Regions from separate parts of the Mus musculus genome. Here region 1 is linked to region 2. A link is a contact called in public promoter capture Hi-C data. All regions are on one chromosome and are shown on one strand. The core of a region is the stretch at or near the end of the contact, and the rest is flanking DNA. Distances in the headings are between cores, read along the strand shown.

Region 1 (4,061 bases), core at 852-3,351, 300 kb before region 2:
CACAGACATTAAGTACCTCTCTCTGAGCACACTGTTAATAAACAGATAAACTGGAACCCAAGATTTTCAGGATGGTCAAGTCTCGGGATTCTTAACATACATGTTGCTCATCTGTCAAGAGTACTTAAGAACTGGCGGCCCTGGTTGACAAACACATCTTACATCCTACCACATTCTTTCCTTCCTGGTGTTCCTCATTTAGGACAAATAAGAAAAATGAGGAAGTCTATTTTTTTTTTTTTTTTTGCCTCAGTGTTTAGCAAATGTCCTTGAAGACTGGACTTGTCCTGAAGACAGTTGTGTGGGACCTGCTTCCTAGTGGGAACTAAACAAAGCAAGTACAACCAGAGACAAAGAACTCTTGACTTTCTGAAAAGTGGGATATGATAATGAATGCAGGTCAATCACAGACTCAATTCCACCGCATTTGCCCCAGCCTCGGGGGCTCTGGGGTTTCTGAAAAATGGGATGCTCAGAATCAAAAGCAGGGGTGTGGTATACTGATTGAAGCTTCCACCGGGATTCGTTGCTGTGGGGACTAGTTCCCTTAGCTTCCGCTAGCCTTTCCACAGGTGGAGAAGGCAGAGCACAGTGAACTTAGCAACCTATCCGCTGCTGGTATTTTTCTTATGGCTGTAGCCTTCAGGGAAGAAGTGTAACTTCTGACTCACACTGTCTTCTGCACACGGTTGCTTGGCTACGTGTGTTCCATCAAAACATCATGGCGGTGAGAGCTAGAAAAGGCCGTTCTACACATCACCTTGTGGTGGACAGGAAGCAGAGAGCAACTGGAAACTACCAGGACAAGGATCTATCCTCTAAAACCTGGACCCCAACCCCAGCCCCCTGCCTGGTGACCTGTTAGACGCCACCTCCTCAAGCTTCCGTAATCCTACAAAACAGCAACCATCAGCTGGGGACCAAGTGTACAACACATGGGCTTGTGTGGAGACACTTTAAACCATCATTCACTCAGTGATTAATAGTGGTCACTTCATTCTCTTCCCCTGGAAACCCCACAGGGGTGTGATTTGCTTGCTGCCTTCGGTAGAATCCACTGCTGTATGCATACAGTGTTTCCCTTCCTAACATGCTAAAGCGGCCAGTGCATGGTCTTCTCTGAAGGATGGGGAGACCATTCGTACTTGGCTGTTATCTTAACCTTCGTCTGAGACTTTCAAAATGAAGGACAAAACCATGTGGAGGATGAAACTCTAGAAAAGGAGAGTGAAGCAGTCTACTCACCAGCCCCGGGTTACAGACTTGGTCCCCAGGCTTGCTATACTGTAGTGTGGAGGGGGCACTACTGTTAATAAGTGGGTCCCACTTAGAAGAAGTTAGCAGGAGAATGTCTATGAACTGGCCTTTTTGTGTCTTTTTGTTTCCCAGAAACCAAGTCTGTAGACCGTGTCTTCCACCACACACTTGTGCCATGATGCTACACCACAAAAAAGGCCCAAAGTCATAAGGCCAAATGATCAGAGACCAACACCTCTGCATCAATGGACCCAAACAAAAGAAGTTCATCAGCTCGGGCATTTTTGTCAAAGAAAACACTGAAGTACACAATCAGTAAGCAGCCATGGGAAGGGAAAACACAGAGAGAATTAAATAAAGCCGGCAGACGTGGCTTGGAAGGAGGAGATGTCCAGAGTTACTTAGAGTCTAAACAGGAACCCAGCACAGGTTGAAGGACACATTCATTTTAATCAGCATCTGTATGTGATGAGGTTGATAATAAATTAGGAAGGAAATGTGAAAGACCGATGAGAAAAACATAGCCTATTTTATCTACAAGTTTATTGTTTTAAACTGCCCTTACCAAACAATTTTGTTTAACGTAAGTTGCCTTTAATAAAACGTGGCCTTAAACACAGAGGAAATTGATGTTGATCAAACTTGTGGTGTAAAACGTAGCATCAGGCAAAGTGTGCCCTTCACAAATCTGCTCAGAACTTAACAACCCAACGACCACCTAGTTGCTTTTTTGATTTCTACAACCAGCAAAAATATTTAAGGGGGGAGGGGGAGGAAGATGACCTAATTGGGTTTCTTAACTACAAAGCTGGTTACAACATCACAACCAAATACCACTCTGAAAACTTCACTTACGAGGTTGCATCATACGGACTCTTGCCTGGCTCTATGGAGAACACATGGTCTCCCTAAGTGTTCCTCTGATACTAAGTTTTCATTGGGAAAGCAAGGTTGTTTAATAACAGCTTCACTAGGTTTTTGTCCTTAATGTTTTTCTGTATACTTTGATGGATGGTGGGTGTCTCTGTTCACCTTTCCACACAGCAGACATTAGCATCTCCTGTATCATGGCCTCGCCATGTCGAAGCAGGCTGAAGTGACTTTTTGAGATCATGGTGTCATTTACAGGAGTTAGTTCAGAATTGAGGCTCTCTGAGGCATACGAATGCGCTCACACACACACACACACACACACACACACACACACACACACACACACATTTGGGCAGTAGATAAAGGGTGATGGCAAAGCTTACTTATGAAGCGTTTGGGAGGTTACAGAATGACATAAGCTTGGGGACAGAGCCTGGGCTTTGTTCTTTTCAATGTTCTTAGTGCCCGATACAACATACTAACTAGTACAGGAAACTCAGAATATTTGTTGAATGAATAGATGGAAGTGAGGGAGGTTTACAGATTCTAAAAGACTCCTCTTAAAAATTCAATTAGGGCTGGAAACAAATCCAGCCAGTGCTACATTTATAGAAAAGCCTTTCCAAAACTTTCATTTGTAAATTGGGTTTTGGAGCTTCAGCACCATTCCACATGGTAGCTGGGACTTCAGGCCAGAGAGTCCACAGCCACCTTTTCAGCCCCAAGGTACGTGGGAAAGTAGAGCAGAGGCGTGCAGCTGTGCGCCTGTGGGAAATGCATCCTCACCACCCAGTTAGGAATGCCAGGGATGCCAGGGACAAGTCGGGGAGCTGAGCTCTCTGCGCCTGTACCTGCCTTGTTGGACCAACCTCTACAGAGCCACTTTTGATGGGTGAAGAAAGATTGGATACACAGCATAACGTGAGGCCTTATCCCCCAACCAAGGCAGGGGAGAGGGAAGAGGAAGAGTCACAAAAAACGGCGTCCACTGTGGTGACCAGGTGCCTGGATGGCGAACCGGCCATTCACAGGGGAGACAGACTCAGAGAATCAAGACTATTTCCATGGTGGCTTGCAGGAACCCTACAATCACATTTCAGCAACAGCCTTGACTGAGTGATCAATCCTTGCAAAGCAAAATTATCCATTCTATACCTTTCTTCCCTATGTTTCATGAATACTGTCATTTTACTCCTCCCCAGAGAAGAGGCCTAGAAAGCTCAATCCCTTAAAACCCATCTTTGGGGCTGGAGAGACGGTGAAGCCAGCAAAAGTGCCTATCACACAAGCCCGGGTTTGGTCCCTGGAACCCACAGAAGGCTAGATGCAGTGACTCATATCTGCAAGACTAGTGCCCTTATGGCAAGATGAGAGACAGAGACTGAACAGGCCGGAAGTTCACAGGCCAGCTAGCCTGGAGTGCACTAGGCAGTGGAACTCAGAGAGACACGCCTCAGCAAGGGAAAAGGAGAGAAATGACTCATGAAGTTTGTCCTCTGACCTCCATGCCTGCACCAGTATTCACACACACACACACACACACACACACACACACACACACACACACACTCATACTTAACACATCACATCACACACATACTCTTACACACATCACACACTCATACTTAGGCTTACATCACATCACACACTTACACCTCTCTCTCTCTCTCTCTCTCTCTCTCTCTCTCTCTCTCTCTCTCTCTCTTTCTCTCTCTCTTGCGCGCTCGCGCGCACACACACACACACACAAATCCAATTTGTAACGCAAAGCAAGAATCACAAAATACACATGCTGCTTTCTTTGTAAGAGAAGACAGTCTAGGGGCCGTTACCTTTCTTTCTGACACACTCTAACCTGTGGCTTCCCTGACACCCTGGGCTACTGTCGACCAGAGTGGGACATGAAAAGCAATCTGACTGCCAGCTTCTAG
Region 2 (3,675 bases), core at 661-3,160:
ATATTATCTCAGTCAATACAAAACAACATCTCACTGGATGTGGTGGCCCATGTTTTAATCCTAGCATTTGGGAGGTGAGTAGGAAAACCAGGAGTTCAGGGCCAGTCTCAGCCACATAATGAATTATTATAAGGTAACCAGGGCTGTGGAAGACTCTCAAACAACAGCCCATAAATAACTCTTCCCCTATTACTAAATCTAAAGGTTCTGTTTTTAAGCATCAAACCTTGAGAAGCACAGAGAGCAGAGATCAACAGCTCTGCCATCATGAGGAGAAGGAATTTCCAGAAACACAAAAGCACTGGGGCCCAGGGCCAAAGTGTCACCCTCCTGCTTGTCCACTGGTGAGCACAGAGTCCTTACCTCGAAAACAACTTCTTACAAATATTTACAAATGCTTTTGGAACTCTGAAAGTGCATTTCTTCTAAATTTGTCCAGGGTGAGTATCCTGGAGATTTGTAATTATTTGTCACCTTGAGGGAATGTGAAATTTCTACTCTGGTTGCAAGTCTCACCATTCTAGTAAGACCCCAATCTAATGTAGAAACAAAGAGAGAACCTACCCTCTGTGTAAAGAAAAGAGAAACAGAGGAAGACTGGAAATGAGTCTTGGACACAGGACAGATGGTGTGATGGTTTGTATATTCTTGGAGCAGGGAGTGGCACCGTCTGGAGGTGTGGCCTGGTTGGAGTAGGTGTGTCACTGTGGGTGTGGACTTAAGACTCTCACCCCAGTTGCCAGGAAGTCAGTCTTCCACTAGCAGCCTTTGGATGAAAACATAGAACTCTCAGCTCTGCCTGTGCCATGCCTGCCTGGATACTGCCATGCTCCCACCTTGATGATAATGGACTAAACCTCTGAACCTGTAAGCCAGCCCCAATTAAATGTTGTTTTTTATAAGACTTGCCTTGGTCGTGGTGTCTATTCACAGCAGTAAAACCCTAACTAAGACAGATGGGTTCCCAAACTACTCCTGAGCCAAGGATGAAGGCTCACACCTATAATCCCAGTATTCAAGAAGCTGAGGCAGGAGGATTACTCCAAATTTGATCAAGGTCATTTTAGGTTAGAGAGAGAGAAACCCTGTCTCAAGAAATCAAAATCAAAACTAAAAACAGCTCCTGGTTAACAAGCTGGCTACTCTCATGTTGTCAGTAATAGAAACAGCAAAGAAGGCAGAGTTAGAAGAAGATGGACCAATGTCAGACTTGTCCCAAGATTTCGTGAGAAATCTGTTTCACTGGGTACTGGGATGGGCCACAGAGCAACTTGCCAGTAGAGATTAACACAGCCAGGGCAGACTTTGAGCTGACTCCAATTCTGTGGCTCTCATGCTGCATGGGTCTTAAGGTGTGGGGGAATCACATGGAGATTTTGTAAACTGCCTGGGCCAGTCCAGTTGTCCTCTGCCTTTCCCACAAGCTCCCAGGCCACTCAGATGTTGGCATAGTCTTGCATCATAAGAGTGGGGTCATTAAGAACTCTATACTCTCTCTCAGTCACTCAGCCAGTAACAAACCAACAGAGACCCTCAGAGTCCCAAGGAAAGGCTTTCTAAGAGAAAACTTCCCTGAAAACAGTTTTCTCCCTGAAAAATTGTACAAATTTAAACCTGATATTCGCCAAGGAAGCTATTGTCATTTCTGGGAAAGGCTCATCTGCAACCCAAAGCAGCTGACAACAGGTGATAATGCTGGCCTTATCAAACCCAAGGCAGATAGATGCTCTGCACAGAAAAGAAAATGTCCAGACCTCCCCTCAAAGGCAGCAGGTGTCCCAAGACTGCACACTCACCTTCCAGGTGCCCAGGCCCACAAGGGGCATCTTGGCTTTGGTACTGAGTTCCACGAAGGTGGCCATGGTTGCTGCAGAGAGTTCTCTGAGTGAGCAGATGAAATGCCTGCTTTCTCTACAAGGAGGCTGGTGACATTTTTATGTCCTGGATAAAGGAGGCGGGCTCTTACCACATTGGCAAGCAGCCACAGCCAAGGGTTGGGGCATGAGAACAGGAACTTCATGTCAATCTTGTGCCACACTGATCATCGTAAACAAAGATTAAAGTCAGCACAGTGCAAAGGCTATCTGGGCAGAATGCATGCTTTATTGGGTATGCGGATCAGAGGTTTGTGAACCTAAGTGACATGGTTGAAAGGTCATCCAAGATGAACTGGTAAGTTTATTTGGGAAGGGTCATTGCCCTGGGAGTGGATATAACGCTAGTGAACTGCGTGGGTGCTCATGCAGTTTGAGGCAAATAAAAATGTCGAGGAAAAATGAGACATCTTTTACAGTAACTACTTTGAAATAACTGTCCTTGGCCACAAAACTAAGGGATGTCTGTTACAGAGGAAACTGGCAGGTGACCTTGTGGAAAGATTTTTTTTTTTTTTAAATGTAGGTCATGGACACCTTTCTAGAAATGCCTGTATCTGTGCGTTTTCTGTCAGATTGCAAGGCAAGAAGATTCCCTGAGGATGAAAATGACCTGCTAGCCACTGGGACAGGTTCTTTCCTAATGAAATTCTCTTTCTCCTTCCTTTGTTTTTCCTTTCTTCCTCGTTGCCTACTTTTCTTCTTCTTCTTCCTTTTCTTTTCTTTCAGATTTAGGGATTTGACCAATTGTGTTTTATAACGACATTAAAAAAAAAAAAAAACTGTGCCTGATTTGAAAACAATCTTTTGTGACTATGAAATGTCATGTACTCAACTGTGAAACGCAAGGATGGTTTATAAGGGTGAGAACCTGAAGCAGAATATCCCCATCACCTAAACTGCCATTCGCAGTGCTGTTTTCTTCTGTCTTTGCATATGTGTTTTATTAATAATGTCTCTGAGTATATATGTCTTAGTTCTTACATACTATACATATATTTTTGGAAGCTAACTTCATAAAACAAACTTTCTAAACATCTACAACAAGTCACTTTGACTTCATGTTTTGGTTTTGTTTCTTACTTTTGCATGTGCCCATGCACGCGTGTGCAGCCCTGTGGAGGCCATCCCAGGACATCAGATCCCCTGGAGGCTATAGGTGGTTGTGAGCCACTGGGTGTGGGAATTGAACATGGGTCCTCGGTTAGAGCAGCATGTTCTTTTAACCGCTAAGCCTTCTTTCCAGCCCTAAAACACCATTTTAAAATTACTTTTACCACATACATTTTAATGGTTGCAAAAGATTTTATTTTGTCAACATTTATTTGGTCATTTCCACTATTCTTAAATATTTAGTTTGTTTTCGATTGGTTTATAATAGGAATGAGTAATATCCCTAAGTGTACCATTGTAGGTATTTCATAGAAGTTCCATATCCCAGGACACTGACAATTACTGCCCCAGTATGTGCAGAGGGTTCCCTCTGTATTTCTTGAGTCTTCGCACATGGGATAGTCTACATGTGCTGTAGAATCTAGCTGAAAGAAGAGCACCAGCTAGCCACCACGTAGTTAGAATTGTAAAACAATGTCATGTACTGGCATACACTTGTCACAGTCAGGTAAATTGGACTCAGGGAGTAGGCTCTGTGGCTAGAGACTGGATAGTCATATGGACATCTCTGAAGCCTACACACAGGGCTCACCCCATCAAAGACCAGATAACTAGGCAAGAAAGCTAAAGATCAGGTAGAAATCATAGCCAAGCTCCATCTCACACTGTGACGTCTCTACATGTTCCC

Evidence for each region. Promoter capture Hi-C pulls out the DNA fragments that hold promoters and counts their contacts.
Region 1: a promoter capture Hi-C map of liver shows a contact between it and region 2, with 2.0 times the contacts expected there. The contact joins the enhancer-like site here to the promoter of Akr1b7 in region 2. A contact is called at or near these places in 3 of 39 promoter capture datasets (cranial neural crest, embryonic stem cells and liver), 1 of 484 Hi-C or Micro-C datasets (liver) and 1 of 115 datasets of contacts at active chromatin or transcription factors (embryonic stem cells).

What each region holds. Positions count from the first base shown.
Region 1 is chr6:34,712,846-34,716,906 of GRCm38.p6, reverse strand. All of the region lies in intron 3 of Cald1 (caldesmon 1), which reads right to left. It overlaps Gm38787 (a long non-coding RNA gene), which reads left to right. Exons shown (of 3, transcript XR_868972.2): 2 at 1-4,061. Among named protein-coding and RNA genes, the nearest start is that of Gm38787, 18 kb to the left of the region's middle. Within about 2 kb of position 2,101, at least 59 of the 459 cell types and tissues checked have an H3K27ac peak or open chromatin away from gene starts, as enhancers often do. A contact at or near this core is called in liver, where this site is marked.
Region 2 is chr6:34,410,597-34,414,271 of GRCm38.p6, reverse strand. Akr1b7 (aldo-keto reductase family 1, member B7) reads right to left here and starts at 1,910. Exons shown (of 10, transcript NM_009731.2): 1 at 1,797-1,910. The coding sequence starts at 1,862.